6 separate regions of the Mus musculus genome follow, and all the other regions are linked to region 4. Evidence: chromatin contacts called from public promoter capture Hi-C data. All regions are on one chromosome and are shown on one strand. Each heading gives the region's core, a stretch centred on a gene start, on an enhancer-like site or on the middle of the called end of the contact. The rest is flanking DNA. Distances are from core to core; before and after follow the strand shown.

Evidence for each region. Promoter capture Hi-C pulls out the DNA fragments that hold promoters and counts their contacts.
Region 1: a contact with region 4 is called in a promoter capture Hi-C map of hippocampal neurons, with 5 times the contacts expected there. The contact joins the promoter of Zkscan8 here to the promoter of H1f2 in region 4. A contact is called at or near these places in 5 of 39 promoter capture datasets (the SN4741 cell line, hippocampal neurons, liver and 1 more), 1 of 115 datasets of contacts at active chromatin or transcription factors (embryonic forebrain) and 1 of 9 other capture datasets (liver).
Region 2: a promoter capture Hi-C map of hippocampal neurons shows a contact between it and region 4, with 4 times the contacts expected there. The contact joins the promoter of Zkscan4 here to the promoter of H1f2 in region 4. A contact is called at or near these places in 2 of 39 promoter capture datasets (hippocampal neurons and liver) and 1 of 115 datasets of contacts at active chromatin or transcription factors (astrocytes).
Region 3: a promoter capture Hi-C map of liver shows a contact between it and region 4, with 6 times the contacts expected there. The contact joins the promoter of Zscan26 here to the promoter of H1f2 in region 4. A contact is called at or near these places in 6 of 39 promoter capture datasets (the 3T3-L1 cell line, embryonic stem cells, hematopoietic stem and progenitor cells and 2 more) and 1 of 115 datasets of contacts at active chromatin or transcription factors (astrocytes).
Region 5: a contact with region 4 is called in a promoter capture Hi-C map of liver, with 6 times the contacts expected there. The contact joins the promoter of Trim27 here to the promoter of H1f2 in region 4. A contact is called at or near these places in 8 of 39 promoter capture datasets (the 3T3-L1 cell line, the SN4741 cell line, cranial neural crest and 4 more), 11 of 484 Hi-C or Micro-C datasets (B cells, CD4 T cells, CD4 single positive thymocytes and 7 more), 10 of 115 datasets of contacts at active chromatin or transcription factors (astrocytes, cardiomyocytes, embryonic forebrain and 7 more) and 3 of 9 other capture datasets (adipose tissue, liver and macrophages).
Region 6: a promoter capture Hi-C map of the SN4741 cell line shows a contact between it and region 4, with 5 times the contacts expected there. The contact joins the promoter of Zkscan3 here to the promoter of H1f2 in region 4. A contact is called at or near these places in 4 of 39 promoter capture datasets (the SN4741 cell line, cranial neural crest, liver and 1 more), 2 of 115 datasets of contacts at active chromatin or transcription factors (astrocytes and fetal liver) and 1 of 9 other capture datasets (liver).

Annotation. Positions count from the first base shown.
Region 1 is chr13:21,529,557-21,533,176 of GRCm38.p6, reverse strand. Zkscan8 (zinc finger with KRAB and SCAN domains 8) reads left to right here and starts at 2,063. Exons shown (of 6, transcript NM_139141.4): 1 at 2,063-2,232. It overlaps Gm32724 (a long non-coding RNA gene), which reads right to left and starts at 2,108. Exons shown (of 5, transcript XR_001780870.1): 1 at 2,023-2,108.
Region 2 is chr13:21,477,306-21,480,604 of GRCm38.p6, reverse strand. It overlaps Zkscan4 (zinc finger with KRAB and SCAN domains 4), which reads right to left and starts at 1,756. Exons shown (of 3, transcript NM_001039115.2): 1 at 1,096-1,756. The coding sequence starts at 1,512. Gm40828 (a long non-coding RNA gene) reads left to right here and starts at 1,780. Exons shown (of 2, transcript XR_873159.3): 1 at 1,780-2,002; 2 at 2,382-2,988.
Region 3 is chr13:21,451,756-21,455,222 of GRCm38.p6, reverse strand. Zscan26 (zinc finger and SCAN domain containing 26) reads left to right here and starts at 1,496. Exons shown (of 6, transcript NM_001347491.1): 1 at 1,496-1,645.
Region 4 is chr13:23,736,700-23,740,273 of GRCm38.p6, reverse strand. H1f2 (H1.2 linker histone, cluster member) reads right to left here and starts at 1,467. Exons shown (of 1, transcript NM_015786.3): 1 at 743-1,467. The coding sequence starts at 1,425. The coding sequence ends at 787.
Region 5 is chr13:21,178,018-21,181,509 of GRCm38.p6, reverse strand. Trim27 (tripartite motif-containing 27) reads right to left here and starts at 1,579. Exons shown (of 8, transcript NM_009054.3): 1 at 596-1,579. The coding sequence starts at 1,015.
Region 6 is chr13:21,401,307-21,404,433 of GRCm38.p6, reverse strand. Zkscan3 (zinc finger with KRAB and SCAN domains 3) reads left to right here and starts at 1,679. Exons shown (of 6, transcript NM_001145778.2): 1 at 1,679-1,762.

The sequences.
Region 1 (3,620 bases), core at 814-3,313, 2.2 Mb after region 4:
GGAATTCCCAGTATTGTCAATTATAAAATCAAAATATTGCTCTAACTACAGAATCTTACATTCTAACCACAGAATCTTACATCAAAACAGCAACTGGCCCTGATAGAATCTTTAATCTTCCCTCTGGAATTTCAGAGGGAAATTCCAAGCCTCTGTCTTCAGCACTGCTTCCAACATTCTTGTCTTCCAAGCTCCTACAGAACACTGAGGTTTCAACAATCAATGGTCCTTCTAGCCCAAATGTCCAGTCCTTCCACATTTCTCCCCCTAAACATAATCAGGTCTGTCACAGCAATACCCTATACCCAGTACCAATTTGTATAGGGTTGTATTGCTATGATGAAACACCATGACCAAAAAGCAAATTGGAGAGGAAAGGGTTTATTTGGCTTACACTTCTAGATCATAGTCCATCATTGGAGGAAGTCAGGACAGGGACTCAAGCAGACCTGGAGTCAGGAGTAGATGCAGAGGCTATGGAGAAGGCTGTTTACTGTCTTGCTTCCCCTGCTTTGTCCAGCCTTCGCTCTTATAGAACCAGGACTATCATCCATGGATGGCATCACCCAGAATAGACTGTGCCCTCCTCCATTGATCACCAATTGAAAAAATGACCTACAGCTGGATCTCATGGAGGCATCTTCTCAACTGAGGCTCTTTCCTCTCTGATGAATCTAATTTATGTCAAGTTGACACACAGAACCAGCCAGTACATGTAATAAATGCAGAAAAACCTTCATTCAACAAGAACATCTTGTTGGAAATTATAGAACACACACTGAAGTCCTATAAACATAGAGTATGGGAAAGATCTCAGTGGGCACAGAGGTGTTATTAAACATCAGAGAATCCATATAGGCTAAAACCCTATGGGTACATAAAGTGTGGAAAGCCTGTATAAGTTAGGCTCTAACTAGGTATCAGAGAATTTATAGAGTAAATTAGTTCTACTAAAAAGAGAACAGTACCAAAAATTACTTAGTGCTCAGGATTAATAGACAGAATCTACCTTAGAGACCACGAGTGCCCATAATGTGGGCAAAACTTCAATCATCATTTAAAAACTTGAATCAAAGAATATGAGTCAAATATTCTTTTATTTCTAATTTAGTTGTTTTGAAAGAGGAATCAACTTCAGAAGGCTTTAACCTATTTGTATTGACTTACATTTATAATACCAATTTTATAATCCCAAATTTATAATCACTTGATTTATGCTTTTAATCCCAACACTTGGGAAGGTGAGGCAGGAAGTTTGCCCTGCGGCCAGCTAGGGCTACAGAGAGACTTGATCTAAACTAGCAAAACAACAAAATGTAACCCTGTCTATTGTGTTCACTTGTGACCCAAGCTTGGCAATTCCTGGCTGAATATGACTTCTCCCTTCTGTTCTAGTTCTTTGCTTGTCCATTCGTTTATATGACACTAGGTAAGACATTCACATGTCCTCTGCCTCATTTCCTCGAGATGAGAATGAGATTCACCAACTCTATCTCAACAAGTTGAAACAGATAAAAGTTGTCTTTGACATTAAAAAGTAAACCAATGTTCATTGTTTTCCACCAATTTTCTATTTAAATTTTAAGTTAGGGGTCTGGTTATTTTGTAGACGTTTTGTTGTTTCCAACCATAAGTATCTGGAGGATGAGAACACTCATAGTCAAAGAGAAAGCAATGGTCAGTAGGAACTTTATAAATATACTACTGTTCCTAGGAACTACAAAGGTTTAAATTCTTCAATACGCAGTGAAAGTTGGGAATTTGGAGTAATCATGAAGCATTAATGGGAAAGCACAAGGTAACTAAGAAGAATAAAGAGAAATCCGTTAAGTATACTCCTGAGCCCAGCGCAGGCCTCTGGATCTGTGATCAGCCACCCAACTCTTAAACTTGTCACCTGAAGCCCGAGGCTGGCCAGACAAAAGCTTAGGTGACTTAAAGCTATGTCACTCCTCAGGATGTCCCGCATAGCCGCCCTCCACCTGGTGTAGCTGAGGGCGCTCGGTCCTTTTGCTGGCCTACCATAGAGCTGTCAGACCTCCGAGCTTCCTAGAGAGCTTCCGGAAGTGGCTGTGGGGCAAGATGCGTGCTGCCCGGCTCTGCGGCTCCAAGGGTTTGGAACTTAGCGGCTGCAGGGGTCCCGCTCGGGTTCGGTGTCCGTCGCGTCTCCTCGCGCGCTTCCCTGTCCGCGCTGTGCCGCCTCCCGCCCTCGGGCAGCGTGGGGAGCTCTCGGTGAGTGCGCTGGGCCGAGCAGGGGCGCTCGGGCAGCGGAGGCCCGAGAGCGGGGAGCGGGTCGGTTCAGGGCCTGCCGCCGCTGAGCAGGCCGACACCCGGCCCCAACTTCCTACGGGATGGCTCTCCTCATCGCCAGTCATCATGTATATAATTTTGCACTCGCTCTTACTTGTAAAGCCGGCCCGTGTACCAACTGTTTCTACTCAGCAGTTTTGCCGATCGGTCTCAAAATTCATTTTTAAAGATAATAATTTTTTTCTTTTGAAGCCTCTACCCCACGTGGAAATCTTTGATTTTTTTTTTTTTTGTTACTCTTTTTTTTTTTTTTCTACCCATAAAAGAAGTATATTATGAAAGTAGTTCATGTAATGGCTGAACAGTTGTATGCAAAAGAAATACTTTAAGTAATTCTGGGGTAACAAAATTAAACCTTATTCAGAATACTTTGCTTACCTAGTTTATTAAAGCTAACTGAAATAGAATCTTGAAAATTCGGTAGGTTCCCATTCCCAAAACTCGGGTCATTCATGAGTAATCTCTGTTGGATTTCTAAGACGTTGACCACCACTTGACCACATACTTCTATTTGTCCGATTCACTTAAGTATTGCTATGCAGCAATCATCATTTTAGTGAATGTGCACGTTTTGAGTTCCTTGTGGTTAAATATAAAAATGTCAGTCTTAAAAGCATTCATCAAAGCAACTTCCTTGAGAAGCCCATAGCCACGCTTGTGCGTCTGGCCCTCTCCTGAGTGCCTTTCTCCTAACCCTCATGCTCAAGCCTTATTAAAATAACTTTTAAAATCTCCAAAACAAACAAACAAAATGAATGAATGCCATTTCAGATAACTACAAAGCATGTTTGTTTCATCTACTTCTTCTTAATCTCTAAAACCTGGAGATTATCATTCCTGGTTTGTATTCGGTTCTCAGACATCTCTCAAGTTTAATTAATCAGAAAGGAAAGTACATCTCCTGCATCTCTTGAGAAGCCAGTATTTGAGTTGTGCCTTCCTTAGTTTTCAAGGCTTTAACATTTTCGATCCCGAATAAGCCTAAGATTGTTGCCTTTCCGTTCATAAGGCAATCATCCTGACCAGATGTTCTTCAAGGATGGTGTGTAGGGATCAGTGTTTCTCTGTAGGTACTTTCCAACACTGCAATGTGTATGCACAAAATTATTAGAGAGGAGAATGAAATGGCCATGTATGTTGGTGCATGCCCGTAATTAATTGCATGCTGTACTAGGGTTGGGAAATCACCAGTTTGAAAACAACCTTAGAGAATTTTGTTTTGTTTGGGGAGGATAGGTAAGGTCCACTCATGCCACAGTACCGTAGTGGAGGTCAGAGGACAATTGCAGGAGTCTGTCTTCTCCTTCCAC
Region 2 (3,299 bases), core at 507-3,006, 2.3 Mb after region 4:
TGTTCGTGTCGCCCTCAACCATAGCCAGAGATGATTTTCTATGCAGTCAGTGGCAGTTAATTCAGAGATTCATAACTGGCCCAAGAGCTGAGAATAAGTGACTATCCAGTGTTCATCCTCAAACAGGACATCGACATCAACCCCTGACTCCCAGGGCTCAGTGAGCCTCGTGGAAGACAGGACAGAAAAATCGTAAGAATTGGGGAATGGCGACGTGTAATTCAAAAAGCTACCTTTTGGGAAAGACATGGGTACTGACCCATAAACTCACTGACAGTATGGTTACTGCACAGGATCAAAACAACACGATCAGCCAATGGGACAGCAAGTGGCACTCATGGAACTTGGTAGTTTACAAAGGGGGAGTTGTATGAAGGGGAGAAGGGGATATGTGGTGGCTGGAGGAAATTGAAGCCGAGTTGTTGGTGAATATGATGGAGACGGAGTGTTGATGTGTATGAAATTTCGAAAAAGGTTTTGTTTTGTTTTGTTTTGCTTTAGGTCAGAAGATAGAGGTAAAAAACACCCTGTTTTCTACCAAACTCTTAAACAAGGTATACAAGAATTTGGCTAGAAAAAAACTCTTAGATTCTAGGCTCTAAGAAAACTGTGGAATTCCTCTCCACTGTCAAAGGAAGAACTACATTTGTGTGTGTGTGTGTGTGTGTGTGTGTGTGTGTGTGTGTGTGTGTGTGTGTGTGTGAGAGGCATAAGCATCATATGACTGCCAGCAAGCCACGGCAGATGTTGTTTCACGTGACAAGCCAATAAAACACCTACAAAGTCATTTGTGCCTATTCCACTGCTCAAACCTGTCCTCGTGTCTTACTCACCACACAACAAGAAGTACATATGTAACCTTTCAGCACTCTGCTCGGCACATTCTACCCCAGCCTCACTAGGAACGAGTTCTTCCACAATCCTTTTATTTTCCTTTATGCGATTAACTATCCTGAGGGGCCCAGGTCAGTTCGCTGGTTGCCTCAGGTTTCCAGCATAGACAGACTTTGCGGGCTCTAAGCAATGCCTTCCTTGGATCTTGCTTGGTTTCTGAAAGGCACAGGACATGGGTCTAACTAAACCTGTTCCTTCTACCTGTGGAGGTGTGTCATCCAGCTGCCTGTCCAAGTACTCCAGCAGCGCCACCACCTCCTCCCCGCTGTCGGGGTGCTGCTCGCGCACCCAGGTCTGCAGCTCCCCTGGCAGGATGGTCAGGAACTGCTCCAGCACCAGCAGCTCCAGGATCTGCTCCTTGCTGTGCATGTCTGGCCGCAGCCACTGTCTGCAGAGCTCGCGGAGCCGGCTCAGCGCCTGCCGGGGTCCGGCTGCCTCTGGGTAGCGGAAAGCACGGAAGCGCTGGCGGGAGCGGTCAGGCCCAGGACTGCCCAGCCAACTGGTCTCCTCTGCCAAGGGGGAGGCCTCTTCCTGTTCCACTTTCACCACTAGAAGCCCAGTGCCCTCTTCTGCAGACCGAGCGTTTAGGGCTGCGGACGTTCCGGGTTCTCTAGCCATTCTGTGCCAACTCCAGGCTCCTCTAGCTACAAGCTGTATCTGCAGAAGATTCTCGCAAGATGGGAATTCAGACTAGATCTATCTCCTCCCTCCCCTCGTGCTCTGGGTCACCAAAGGCACAGCTGCAGAGGTGTCACCTACAATCCTAGTCTTCTGCACTCCACCCTAAACCCACAATATTCTCAAGGGATGCTCGGGGCAAATAAACTACATCCAGACTCTGGTGGAAGCATTGTGGGAACCCAAGCCACTTCCGGCGCCCTCTAGGATGCGCTTCTCTGTGGTTCTTTCCAAATTAACCCATTATTGTTGGGGAAAGGATTGTAGACTATGGGTAACACAGGAGTATATGTTTAAGCAGAGGAAGTAAGTTATCCGGGACCCTTGGTTCTTTCTGATCTAAAGCTTGCCTTCATAATTGTTACAGTGCTGACTCGAAAATTCAGCTGGCAAGTAGACTTTGCAGAATGGGGAATGCAGGTGGGAAAAGGTAAGAAATTTGGTATGTCTTAGAAACCGTGAAAGAAGCAGGACACTCACTTGTCTGAAGGGGCCTGTCTGTCCCTGGTCCTGTCCTCTTCCTGCTGCTCCCTTTCCTCCCACTCCAGGCCAAACTACTTGAGAGAAGAATCCTCCAGACACGGACTCAAGATCCTACTTCCCACCACTTCTTAAGACACTATAGGCAGTAAAGAGCCAGTATAGTCTACTATGGCACCTATCCAAATAACTAGAGATTTCCAGCTCTTCAGCAAAAAAGTTTGTGCATTACAAGCATCCAAACTCCCTCTATGCACTTCCAGAAACTTTCTAGTCCCCAACCCCATGGACATCCCATTCCAACTTCATTTCTTCCTGTTTCTCTACAGCCTGGCTGACACACTAACACAAAGGTTAGATGCAAGCACTCCCAAACCTGAGAAAGGTGAACTGTCATCAACTAAAAGAAACTCAATAGACCGATCTGCCAGGTGCCGTGACAAACTTTACTTCGGCCATGACTAGAACCAAACAACTGTTGTGATGGGTGAGGTGGTGCAAGCTTCCTCCATCTGATATTCTTGCTGAGGCTGTTTCGAGGTTTAACTGGAATCTGATCTTCCTGTAGAATCCCATGGAAAACTACCCAGTGCTATTCTAGGAACGGATGATCAGAATGCCCTAGCTAAATTACCTAAGCTTTGTTGAAATTGCTTATTTGTTCAGGAAACCCCTCCAGCTAAGCCTTTATCTTAGCTGCCTATTTGTGTGGAATCTCTTTGCGGCTGTCTAACTGCTTGTCTTAAATTCTTTTAAAACTGCTTGCTTTGAACTGCTTGTCCTGTGGTCTCCACTACAGCTACCGAGGGAGATGCCTTGATGAAGTCTCTGCACTCAAAAATCCCATGCTCTGGACACTGGGGGCCACATCCAGATGCACCCCCAAAACTTGGATGTGGTCCCAGCTGGCTGGAATAAAGACTTTGATTGTATATACACTGTGTCTCAGTTATCATCTCTGGTAAGCTTCCCATAACACTGTAAAAAGATACAGCTAAGACATTGGGGAAAACTAGAACTCAGGAATACTAAGCAATTATTGGAAACTTAACTGTTAGAATGGTACTATGGTTTTTATAAGATTTATTTTTATTTATGTGTTTGTGTGAATACCATATGTGTGCTAGTGCTTGCAGAAACCAGACAAGGACGTCAGGTCCCCTGGACCTGGGGCTGCAGGCAGTTGTGACTTGAACTCGGCTCCTGTCATAGTTAGGGTTTCTATTGCTGTGCTAAACACCATGACC
Region 3 (3,467 bases), core at 247-2,746, 2.3 Mb after region 4:
GTTGTTGCTGCTGCTGCTGCACAAGGTCAGAAGAACCCCTGGATGCCCTATAGCTGGAGTTGTAGGATATTATAAGCCGAGAGCCTAACCGCTGTGAACTGGGTTCTCTAGAAGAGCAGCAAGGGCTCTTAACATCTGGACCATCTCTCTGGGTTAAGATTTAAAAGCCCAACTATTGAAAGGTGACATGTTGCAGTAGGATGTCAAAGACTTGCAGGTAACTGGGAACTAGGAGACTTTAAACCATTTACCAGGACTGTTAGCCTGCAGGGCCCAAATCTGTCAGCGGGCTGAGGAATTACTGGGTTTCCTCCTCTAGCCTGGAAAGAAGAGTCTGCTTGGAAAGCAGTGACTAACAGTTAGACAAACGGGGAACAAAAATTTGCAATTCTCAGGCAATTTAACATATTCCTGGGTATGACAGGCTACTGTAGAATTTGGTCCCAATTTTTGACTCTATGGCTAAGCCCCTTTATGAAATTTTGAATGGACCCAGAAATAGTTATGGGTTTGGAACCTTTAAAAGGGGATTTGACATCTGCTCCTACCATGGGAATTTGGGGCTTGCAAAAGTCTTTTCAGTCAACATGGAAAGGATGGAGTCCTAATGTGAGTTCTCACTCAAATGATTGGAGGTGAACCTCAAACTGTGGCCTATTTATCAAAGTAAATGGCTAACAAGGGGGATTATAGGGGAGGGAAGGGTGGTAGGGGACTTTGTGTTAGACACTATAGGAAGGACTTAAACAGATGATTTGTTTGCTCTGAGTTAATCTGCACACAAAACATCTTAAAGCTGTGTTTGTTCTGACATGTTTGTTCTGAGTTAGCTTTACACACCATTGGCTTAGCAGACTGCAAAGCATATAACTGACACCACTATACATTAACCAGACTAAGCTCTGTTGAGTGCCTTCGTTCGAAGTCAAACAAGATAAGCTTAAAATAACAAAGTGAACTTCACTTTTTTTTTTCCACTTTTTTTTTCAGCAGCAGCAGCAGCAACAACAACAATAACATAGAAACTTTAGAAAGAAAATCGGCATATCTTTACCCCACTTCTCTTCAAATATCATTGAATTCTAAATTCTAAACCCTACACTCAGGCAACCAAATAAAGAAGGCACAGATAGGAGTCTTTGGAACTTGGTGGCAAAAGGGTGGGGAATGAAGAATAAACTTGAGCACTAATAATTAACTTTGGTTCTCTAGAATCCAACCTACATGATCATGCCAGCTTTTGCCTAAAGCCCAACCTAAAGATTCAATTGCTGTGTCTGTTTGCTGGTGGCTGTGATTACAGCCCGAGCTTTGTTATTCTAGTGATAGAGATGACATCTCTGTGTGAAAACAGTCAAACGAAATGGTCTGATTTATGTAAATGAAATCTTTCAACTTAGACCCAGTCAGGACACCACCGAGTTGAGTCCTGGTCCTCCCATCGTCCTAGAGCGGAGCCGGAAACTACTGGGCTGGAACGCAGATTTTGAGAGACGTGTGACTGACCCTGCGACCAGGGCGAGGGGGACGTACGGTGATCGGGTTCCAGCGGAGAGAGAACCCGCAAACTTGGGACTCTCGAGCGGAGGGTCTGGTTGATACACAGAAACTCTCCACACCTCGGAGCTGGGAGGACCAGAAGCTGGTGCGTGACGGAAGCTGCGGGGCATGGGAGAGGGAGGGAGCTCAGGACGTAGTTGGTGAGGCGGTTTCCTGCTGTTGCGCAGCTCAAGCTGACTGCAAGCTCCAGCGTATCTCCTACTTCAGCTTTCTGATGGCTGAGATTGCCAGCACTCCTGGGTTCTGTTGCTTTATTTTGTTGTGAGGGATTTTTCCCCCTTTTTTTGTTTGTTGTTGTTTGGTTTTAAGAGCGTTTCGTGAAGCCCGTGTTGGCCTCATCATTTGGCGGCGTATACTCTTAATTTGAACTCCTGTTTATCCTTCTATCTCCGAGCTCTGAGCTCATAAGCTGGAGCTGCCACACATGGCTTCTGCATGTTTAAGTAGTTACCACTGTAAGTAAATAGAATATTTGAGTAGATAATCCGAAATAGATGGGTAGACAGAGGCGGCTTTAAAAGGCATACGTGAGAGAACAGCGAATACAGAGGCCCTAAAGCTGGAGCTTGTCTGTCTTATTTAGGGATTAACGAGGGCACCAGGGTATTTCGAGCGCAGTGAATAAGATTGCCACAGAGGATAAGTAAGTGAACAAAGTGGCCATTTGGTTGTGTGAGGAACTTGGTCTTGGGTGATAGAAGGACATACTCAGACAGGTCTTGTAATTGGACACCCATAATGTGCATAGATTAGAGGATGAGCAGAAATGAAATCAAGAATGGGTTGCAAACCAAAGTTGGGTGCAATTAAAAACCTGCATCTGAGCATAGTGACTAATTTCTATAATCCTAGCACTTGGGAGAATTGCCCATTGTGGGCTAGGGAGTGAGAGCCTTGGGGAAAAGGAAAACTGGCAGGAAATCTGGCAGGAAGTGAAGACTGACTGTTGTAGTTGTGGCCAGGTGGATCCCACAGCTTTTGCTTCTGGATCAGATGTACACACACAAGAGAGAGAAGGAAAAAATAAATTCATAATTCGGGGGTCTGTAGATTTAAAAAAGGACCAAAGGTAAGTTCAGTCCACCGTTGGTGGTTCACGTCTTTAATCCCAGGTTTGGAAGGCAGAAGCAGTCAGATCTCTGAGTTCAAGGCCAACCTGATCTACAGGGCAAATTGTCGGACAAACAGAGCTACACAGAGAAACCCTGTGTGTGTATGGGGGAAGGGGTCTGGAGGGGGGGGGGGCAAAACCAAAAAAAAAAAAAACAAACCCCTGAAGATCAGCTTGGAAACCTGTGTAAAATCATAAATTCTTCAACTCTTCAAGTTTCGTCTGTAGTGTGAGGTCGTTCTTAGTGTGGTGTCTGTGGAGATTGACTAAGCAAGGGACGCACAGGTGGAGCAGCTCTGTTGGCTTGTTGACTGTGACATGAGCTGTGACTAATCAATAAGAAAAAGGTTAAAGGGTTTTCCCTGTAAGAGTGGGATATATAAGGAACCAAGAACAAACAACAGTGGTAAGTTTGGTCATTAAAGCATAAGGAAAATTTAGACCATATTAAATGTTAAACTTGATCTTGATGGTGATGGCAACTCATTGTGTGCAACATGCTTCATTTCCCCCGTAGGAAGATCTCAGGTGCAGTGTGGCAAGTAGTCCGTGTCGGGAAGACCAGCATTTAAAGCAGTGGTTCTCAGCCTTCCTAATGCTGCGGCGCCCCTTTAATACAGGTCCTCGTGTTGTGAGGTCCAACCACAAAATTATTTTCACTGCTATTCTATACCTGTAATTTTGCTGCTGTTATGAATTGTAATATAAATATTTTTGGAGACAGAGCTTTGCCAAGGGGGTCACGACCCACAGATTGAGAACCACTGAGTTGAAGTAAGAGACGTCTGAGTAAGAG
Region 4 (3,574 bases), core at 218-2,717:
TCAGTATTCATACAAGGTCAATCTTCAGTGACGACACACACGTATAAAGCAAGCGCTTCGGGAAGCTGAGGCAAAACAAAGTTAATCTACAACTATGCTGATCAAAATAAGGCAAAGCAAGTGTAATTGGTAATGGTAAAAAACTTGAAAAAAAAATGGCTGACAAAAGGTTGTGACGCAGTTCAACCCACAACTCCATCGCTGTGGCAAACAAACCGAAAGTACGAGAAGCAATCGTCTCAGTCCCGAGTCCAACTTAACTGTGCAGGCTAGTCGTTCCGGCAGCTACCCCATGTCTTTAATATTAAGGAAGGCAGTTCGTTGGCGCCAGCACCCCACCTTCTCCCAAACTTCCAGGCTAACCCCCACAAGAGGCTGAGCATAGAAGCCACCTACAAGCCCCGGATGCGTTTCTCCAGGCAGGAAGCTCAAACTTCGGGATGGCGCCCAATCAAACGAAGAACTAGAGTCCTGGGCCGGAGTGAGCCAACCCACAAGCAGGGCGGAACTTTCAAATCACCTTGCAGTCCAATACGAACTAGCGCCGAGGGTTGCTTTCTGCTGCTGACAGCCGTGGGAGGGTGTTCCAGCCCATAGCACTTCCTGAGCAGCCCAGCACAAACAAGTCTAGGTGGGACACGCAACCCCACCCATCCCACCGGGGGAGCGAGTGCTGCCGGGATCGAGTCCCTTGCAACCTTGCTTCATTAATCACACAAATGTCACAGCTCTTAAGTGGGAGTGGTGGCTCTGAAAAGAGCCTTTTGGATTGTTAGGGGAGGCAGCCTACTTTTTCTTGGCTGCAACCTTCTTGGCCTTGGCAACCTTGGGCTTGGCAGCCTTTGGCTTTACGGCTTTAGACGCGCTCTTGACCTTCTTGGGCTTGGTGACCTTCGCCTTCTTTGGGCTCTTGGCCACTTTCTTGGTCACAGCCGCCGCCGCGGGCTTCTTCGCCTTCTTCGGGGTCTTCTTGGCCGCCTTTTTGGGTGTGGCAGCACCAGTCGCCTTCTTAGGCTTCTTGGCTGCTCCCGCGGGCTTCTTCGCCTTGGCCGCGCCTGCCTTCTTAGCCTGGGGTTTGGCCTCGCCAGAAGCCGCCTTCTTGTTGAGTTTGAAGGAGCCGGAGGCACCGGTGCCCTTGGTTTGCACCAGGATGCCCTTGCTCACCAGGCTCTTCAGGCCGAGCTTGATGCGGCTGTTGTTCTTCTCCACATCGTACCCCGCGGCCGCCAGCGCCTTCTTGAGCGCAGCCAGGGACACGCCGCTGCGCTCCTTGGAGGCGGCCACAGCCTTGGTGATGAGCTCGGACACCGGGGGTCCGGACGCCTTACGGCGCACCCCGGCGGGCTTCTTGGCGGCCTTCTTTTTGGCAGGCGCCTTCTCCGCAGGGGGCGCGGCAGCGGGGGCAGCAGGAGCAGCCTCAGACATGATGAGTCTCTGGAAGTCAGGAACTAGTGGCAGTACGCCGATAGAGTAGCGCGGGCCCGGCGCTGTATATATAGAGCGCAGGCGCGCGCTGATTGGTGCTCCAGCGGCCTGCCTGGCAAGCTCTGAGCAGCCGCGCTGCGCCCAACTTGTGTTTGTTACACTTCACAAAAAGGAGAAAATATTAAAATATCTTGCACCAAATCTCTCGAGTTTGGTCGGTAAAGGATCCGAGAAGTCTCAGGCTTCAGGATATATGTTTATTTTTTCCTCATCCCTAAAGACAACGCGCCTAGGAGTCCCTAATTCCCCCAACTCCAAAGGAAGTCCGGGGTAGATAGAGACCACTTTCTGTTTTTCTTCTAAATTACCTGGTCGCTCCTTTGCCCTTGAAAGTTCTTTTTCTCAGGGATTATAGAGCACATCCTTCCCTTAATTTAGGGACAAAAATGAAACGATTTCCGCCTAAATTTTCACAATTATTCTGTTTCTTCGCAAGGGAAGTAACACAAGTCCTTAGTGACTTCTGATTACAGACCCACCACAACTATGGACTAGGACTGGGATTTCCAGTATAAAACACTTGGGGTAAATTGAGAGGGGGTTCATAGGCCTTGGGGGTGTATAATGTGGTGGGGGGGGTTAGGACTTAAATATCTGATTTAAAGACACTGACTTTAAAATGCTTTACATTGGTGGGGGCGGGGCACCCCATTGACTTCTATAAAGGGAGACCTTGGGCTATATTTTTAAAGCTCCTGGTTCCCCTCTGAGTTTTGCAAGGTAGGGGTCTAGCTCTGAAGAATAAAGATAATAAGAAGGGAAAGGAACCCTAAAAGTCTATATGAGCCCTCCTCTCCCCCAAATGCCAAATTAGAGTCTTTGAAAGATCTGTTTTTAAAGTGATGAGGATTTAGTTGCTTATTTGGCAGCAATACAGATATAAGTTTCAGTGCACGGGAATTCTAATCTAGAAAATAGTTTGTCTTAGTACAGGAGGACCTTCTAGACTTGGAGACTATGAGATGCAGATGTCAGTAAACTTACTGGCTTTCCAAAGGTTACCTTTGGCATAGATTTGAACAAGCTAAATATTTGAAATAGAAAATGTAACCAATTTTACCAATAAGATAAGAGACAAGATAAGTACAAATTATCATGTCATCTATAGTGGACAGCTGTATGTCATCTCTTCTCAGTTCCTCGGAATATGGCAATCTGCATTCTAGTCAACTTTGCTTTGTTAGCTTAAGGTTTTCAGCTTCATATTTCAATAACTACAACATGGTTTTGTTGTTAGAGAAAATACAAGATAAACTCTCTGCTAGTATAATTAATACATGGGGCAAAGGAAGTTCCCCTAATTTTATCAGAAATCTCTGTTTAAGTATATGTCTACATAAAAACATGTGATGAGTTTGTCAGCACTAAAGCGTGGTAAAGTCCCAAGGTTATACAAATTGAGTTCAGGGATGTTTGTGAAACAAAGCATATTTTATAAGACTGAGAATGGCCGCGTGGTTTCACGTAATAACCTTAGTTTAGCACTTGCAAGCAGCATCTCCTAGGCTTGTGTCCTCTGGGAATTAACAGCCTAATGGGATTAGGGATGGACTAATTGCTAGCAATAGAACCACTTTAAGAGTTGCCTTCCTGTGTGGACTTTGAAATGGGAATTGCAAGGCATTATTGAAAGTACACAACTCAAGCACCTTCGTCATACCAATATGCTTCAATGAAAGAAATGAGAACATGTCACCTTGCTCTGATTACGTGGGAAATGAACGAATGTCCTCCTCATCTGATAGTTGTCCATCTCCCCCAGGAAAATAGCTGTGTGTGATCTAGCTCTCCAGTTTGCTCACTTTCCTGTCACTGTAAATTGTCAAATTATTTGTAAAATCCTAGATTTGTTCATTTGATTGTTGTAATTTTTTAACTTATAGCCTTTCAAGCCGAATCAATCAAATCATAGCTCTTTAATGCAATTAACTAATAAAGCTTGCCTGGTGTAGATGCAAATTCATTGCTTCCAATAGAAAAGATAACCCTGAAAGTTATGTTTGTATTGTACAATAATAAATTATATCTCTAATTTTTGAGGATTCATTCAGCTCTCATTCTTTCTCTGAGTAAATGCACAGTTTATTTT
Region 5 (3,492 bases), core at 330-2,829, 2.6 Mb after region 4:
CTACTTTATATGTAACGTTTTCGTACTACTGTGTAGCTGTGCCAGTGTTTATTCAACACTCCACAAAGGTCCTGTGAGTTCACTTCCCCTTCACAATAAGCCATCTCCCGAGTCTGAGAGTGGCTAAATGATTTACTTAAGCAGTAAAAAGCTCTGTTCATTTCCATTCAGTTCTAAAACAGGTTTACAGGGAAGTGCTGGGGACACAGATTAAGTGATGGGCACTGCTCGATGTGAATTCAGCCAGCCAACAGTGACTGTCTGGCTTGGTATCCTGGGTCAGAGCGAGTTCGAGGCGTTCAAGGCCTATGGAAGTGTACTTGGCTCCATGTGCATCTCCTTTGTCAAGGGAGGGTCTCCTCGCGCCGTCCCAGTCGCGGCACGCGTAGAGGCGGTTAGCAGGGGCGCTCGGGGTGGGGGTGGGGGTGCTCCTGGCCTCGCCAGCTACAGGTTCTCCTTCCCAGTCTGAGTGCGGAGGCTCCGCAGCCGACAGGGAGGAAATGACGGCGGTGGGCCCCACGTCCGGCTCGCCATTTTCTCGGTATCAAACCAGGAAGCCCCCGGCTCGCCCCTTTGTCCGCCGGCCCGGCCCTACCTTGAAGCCCTCCACCGCCTCCTCCAGGGGCAGCACGCTGTGGCCGCGGTGCTCGCGCGAGCGGTCGCACACCACGCAGATGGGCATCTGGTCCTGCTCGCAGTACAGCTTCAGAGGCTCCCGGTGCTTCTCGCACACGCCCATCTCGCCGCCGGGCCCCGACGGCCGCTCGGTGCGCAGCTGCTTCACCAGCTGGGTCACGTTGGCCAGGTGCCGGTTGGGTCGCATGTGGCGCTGCGGGAAGGTCTCCCGGCACTGCGGACACGACACGTTAGTCTCCGCGGCACCCCAGCAGCGGGCCAGGCACGCGCAACAGATGTTGTGGCCGCAGTCGAGCATCATAGGCTCCACGAAGTACTGAAGGCACACGGGGCAGGTGGTCTCCTGCTGCAGGCACTCGGCCACGCTCCCGGAGGCCATGGCGCGGGCCGGCTGGGCCGCAGGGCATGAGCCCGGAGCCGAGCTCTGTCGGAGCTCAGCGCGCTCGCTCCGCTTCTCGGCTCCGGAGCGGGGCGGGGCCTCCGGCGCGGGGATCGCAGACGCGCGCGGAGCTCTCGGGCGGCCAGACCCGTCCCCGCACAGCTGCTCCTCACCGACAGCACGGGGAGGAGGCCTGGGCCCCGGAGCCCGGCTGAGAGCCGAGCCGAGGGGAGTCGGGAACCGGGCGCCGCGGGCTGGCTCACCGGGCAACGTGGCCGCGTCGGAAGGGGTCCCGCGGCCGCGCAGACTCCTCAGGGCCGAGCGGAAGAGGTGGGCCGGGGGCGGGGCCTGGCTTCCCGCGCCGCTCTGCTCTCTCGGGGCGGGAAAGCGGGTTTCCTCTGCACAGTCCTGGGTCCCCGGCACCCAGCCCGGGAGTCGGTCGTGGCTGTCGCGTGCAGTGGGAGCAGAGTGTCCCCTGGCAGTGGCGTCGGGTCACTCCAAGCGTCTGTGGGCCCGTAGTCTTCTGCTGAGTTTCCTCTTAGTGGCTAGGCCTCGGCTCCTTTAAAAGTAAGATGGCTTTGCATAAATGCCGGAAAGCTGGGCGGGGAGACCAGCTAGGCCCCTCCCAGTGTGACACACCCAGCTCCAGGCGTTAACAATCGCTAGAAAAGGGTTTAATCATCAGCAACTTTTCTCAGGGGCAGAAACGGAGAAGCCCAGTTCTATCTCCACCCTAAAGTAAATCGGTTTATCGTTCCGAGCCTCATTTTCTTCTCGTGTGAAATGGGGACCGATCGAATCCCGACCAGAGTGCTGACCAGACCATGAAGTCCTCCCCCATCTCCCTAGCTCTACCGTTACTAGGGAGCCACCCCACCGAGAGCCCGCTTGTGAGTCCCTAACTTCTTCTCAGGCTCCTCAGGTGCCCAGTGTCTCACTTCCTCAAGTGAGTAGCCAGACCCGACGTGTCAAAGGGCTGCCTGGCGACACACTTCTCTCTCGTCTTCCCTGCCACCTGCTGAGGAACCTACGTGGCTGTGGGTTCCTATGAGACCCTCGAAGAAACAACCCGGATTCTGCCACGTGGGCCTCATTCTCAGAACACTCCCCCACCCCCACCCCCACCCCCACCCCTCACCTCCAGCCTGGGCCCTGCGGCGCTGGGGCCAAAAATTCTGATTGTCCACTGTAGTGTTGTCCTTCTGCCCATGACGTTAATAACTCTTCTAATAAGTTCTTACTCCCAGCAATCTAGTTCAGTGCCCTCCTTGAGCTCCCATACCCTATTGCTTTCAGGAATTTTCCCCATCAAGGAGTTACACCTTTTTAAACAAACAAACAAACAAACAAACAAACCACAGCTTGAGCATAAAGATCTTTATCCGCTAGTTTAAATGAAGCACCCAGTACATCGAATGACATTGAGTAGAACCTAAAACTTGCTTGTTTCTGCCCAATCGAGAGTCCTGTGATGACCGGAGGAGGTCTTGTAGCCTGGTTTCTTATCACAGAATAGGTTTTCAGTTCTGTGCGCTGTCACTTATGCCATGGCCTTTCCTACTCTCCTTTGGGATTGACTCCGTGCCTGCCCTTGTGTTTGAGCAACAGGGAATTTCTGTATCCAGGCCATCACTTCACTGGATTCTGCTTGATTCTTCCCTATGGGACAAGAAATCCGAGGTACTTAACAAGTCTCGCTCATCCAAACCTCCATTCTCCCCACCTGCTCTTTGAAACTCCAGGCTCAAAACAACTCAGCACACTTCCAGTAAATGGTAGAATATTTGTCCTAGGCTACACTGTAGTCTACTCTGCTACAAAACTGAAGTTGAAAGGAATTGAAAGTGCCAGTCTTACTCCAGAAGGAAGAATTCAGTTTTGCAAGCCGGTGTAGAACTATGAAAAATGCAGGTGGCAGATATGTGTTCTTAGGTCATCAGTGCGGCTCTGGATTTTAGCTTTGTCATCCAGGGCTCATGCGGTCTCTGCTTTCCTAACCTCAAGGCAGATGGCCTGGACAAGCCAGGTAAGTAGGGCAAGGTGGAGGAAGTAGGGGAAAGGAAGCGCTCCCCCTTCCAGGATTGCTACAGGCTCCCTCCTTTCTCAAGCGATAACTGTTTTCTCTTTCTCCACTAATTTAGTAGGCTTGTCATGAGCTTTATGGCTGAGTTGCCTACTCATTTCCAGTGTTTTCAGTGTTAGAGCTCGAACCCAGGACGTTAAGCTAGGCAAGTGCTCGTCTCAGACCCATCCACGCAGTTTTTGTGTTTGTTCCTCCACCTTGGCCTAAATTATTGCAATACCTTATCTGTTTGCAAATGACTTGGAAATGATTCAGTAGTTAGATGAATGAAATTGCTGCTATGAATTTTTTTTTAATCAACTATAGTTGTCAGAGAAACCCTGCTGCTAAGGTTGATATCTGACATTACCAAAAACCACTGAGCTTGGTACAAAATGGTGGACTCCCTTTGTCA
Region 6 (3,127 bases), core at 430-2,929, 2.3 Mb after region 4:
AGAACTCCAAGCTGGCCTGGAACTTGGAGCTGTAACTTGAAGTGGCTCTTCCTCCTCAGCTTCCCACATGCTGGGATCATAGGAATGAGCCAATTTCTCTGGCTTTCAACTATCTATCCTTAATAAATAAAGCCTTTCTGTTTCTGTTGAGGTCTCTTTTATATTTTCTTGCTACTGTAATGATTATCTTTTAAGGTGATGTTTTCTTATTTGTGTTTGTTATAAAAATGTAACTATCAATATCAATTTTGAAATTTTAGTAGCTTTGCTAAATTTGCTAATTATAAGTTGAAGATTAAATTATCTTGGCTTTTTCTATAAAGGGCATTCAGAATGGTCCTGAAAACTGTTATATGTTGCCGGGCGTGGTGGCGCATGACTTTAATCCCAGCACTCTGGAAGCAGAGGCAGGCAGATTTCTGAGTTTGAGGCCAGCCTGGTGTACAGAGTGAGTTCCAGGACATCCAGAGCTACACAGAGAAACCCTGTCTCGGAAAACAAAAACAAAAACAAAAACAAAAATACTGTTATATATTTATAATTAATAGTTTAATTTCCTCTCACTTTTATTTTCCCTTTTCATGCAGTTTCTAAACAAACATTTTCTTATGCATTTCCCTAGGGCTTCTTTATGACGATAGAGAACATATAATTTTCCTTTTTCTTGACATCACAGAGATTTCAGGAAGGCTATATAGGAGCTCATTCTTTTGCTATCTTCCCTTAGTTGTCCTTGGAAAAAACAAATTTTGAAAGTCTCTTGGTGCTAGAGTCATCTTTCCTGGATAATGTAGCTACCACCTGTGATCCAAGATGCTTTTCTTTATAAAGAATAGAGACCATCACTAAAAACCCAATTGGATACAGAACAAAGACTGACAGATCATGGTGGTCCCAACCCCAACAGATACATCCACATCATGTCTCCTGCATCTATGGCTCAGAGGACATGGAGGAAGAGGAGGCAAAAAAAAAATTGTAAGAAATCTAGGATGTCAGCTGTGAAACAGCCTCCAAGAAATGGCTGCATACACAAGACTGAAACAATTGCAGTATCAATAGACAATATCAATATCAATGGAAGGGGGTAAAATTTCACAGGGTGCCACCCCAAACCAAAGAACTACTGGCAACTATTGACTGCTGGGAAATGGAGAATTAGTCTCTCCCTAAGATGAGCCCTCTTATTAGCTGTCCAATGCAGTCTTGAAACCTTGAAATCATATGCACACAAATAACATATAAAAACAAAAACTTAGCCAGTGGAATATGTACATATATAGATACAGATATCTCTATATCTGTATAGATATAGATATATACTTGTTCATGCACATACATATATACAACATATATACATATACACAAACACACATGAATGTAGCAATAACAAAGAAAAGAGGCTATCAGCTTGAGAGTGAGAGGGTAGGAGAAAAGACTAGGGGGAGGAAGGAAAGTGATGTAATTCTACTTCAGTTAAAATTTTTTTCTTTTTAAAAGTCTTTTTACGAGGCAACCAAGAGGACGGAAAAAACTGGAGGAAGTAAAGGGAGGAGAGAAAATGTTGCATTGCTACTTCAGCTAAAAGAATTTCTTTTTAAAAGTCTTTTTACGAAGCAACCACTAAGAGGAGGGAGAAGGGGGGGATCATAGAGTGTCGCTGGTGCCTAGAGAAGCCGGAAGTGCTCTGTGCCCCGCCCCCCGGGGTCGGACTTTCGACACTTTTGTGACTGCGGGGTGCTACGAGGTGCTGCGTTCGCGGGTGGGTTTGGGTCCCGTCCTGTTACCGTCCTCCCGCAGGGGTCGGCTGCTTGTGGGGGTTGGGGGTGGGACAAAACATCTTCCTCCGCGGCCTAGTGGCGCCGAGAAGATAAACTCGGTGGCCACTTGGGCCGAGCGCCCGACAGGGCCTCGGGCGCCTCGCCTCAGGCCGGTTCCGGGTGTCTGGTCAGTCTCAGGGCGTTTGGCGATGGGATTCTCGGGTCTTGTACTTAAGCTTTGAAAATGGGAGACGTCACAGTTTTGCTTTTCCTGGAGACAAGGTCAGTTCCAAGGTCTTTATTCTGGGGTACTGGAAGAGAGCCAGAACTTTGGAATCGGGTTGCTTGGTCGAATCTGGCCTCAGCTCCTTTGTGACTTCTCCCCCCAGTCCCTTAACCTTTCTGTGTTTTGCTATTTTAGGGGATAATGATGTCGCCTAACTTACTGGATTGTTGTGAGGAATAAATGGCTTCATTTGTGCAAAGGTGCTTAAAATAGTACCAGGCACGGGGTAATCTGCACAGTGTAAAGATAGCTGTTATTATTCCTGTTGCTTTTCCTAACTAGGACAGCACTTTCTCTTCATCGATCAGCCTTGGTACTGGCTGTTGTCTTTTGAATGTTAGTACTATTTATCAGTTCTCTTTATAATGAATGATTTCTGTATTTTAGGAGGGAAAATAGAACATTCTGGAAAAGAGCCTATCCCACAGCAAAGAGTAAAAGTGGTTTGTGTAGTGTCTTGTAATGGTCAGGCTCACAGAGGTTTAAAATCCTGGGGATGCCTTTTTTTTTTTTTTTTTTTTTTTTTGGTGGGAGGAGGAGCTTGAGAAACAGGAGGAGCGTCTAACCGCGAAGGATTAGGACCCTGTTGTAAGCAGACATTGCTGCCGACCTGCCAGCTTTCTGACCCTCAGCGAGATTCCTCTCCAGTGTGAGAACCACACGGACGGCTGATAGTTAGAAGTGATGATAGGTAGATTGGCGATAGATTAGAGATAAGTCGATCTGATCCTGAGTTCCCACTAACACCCTTTGTTCTTTTTGCAGGTTTTTAAAGCTAATATTGACCATACACAGTTTGCCATGGTCATTGAGTTGATGCCTCTTGTGGTCTTTGAAAGTCCTTTCATCTTCCTTCTTTTTCTTAAGGAATTGGATCTTTAACCTCCTGAGGGTATACAGGGATCCCTGAAGCATTCTTTTCTCTATTTGTAACTTAACAAAAAACAAAAACAAAAACAAAACCCTTGTCTTTGGTTTACTTATTTGGCAAACGCCTGTGTTGGTAAACAGTCTTCTGATCCTGTACCTTTGTACTCTGCCCAGCTGGTGAGACTCCAGATAGGCAAGCTGACAAAACGTG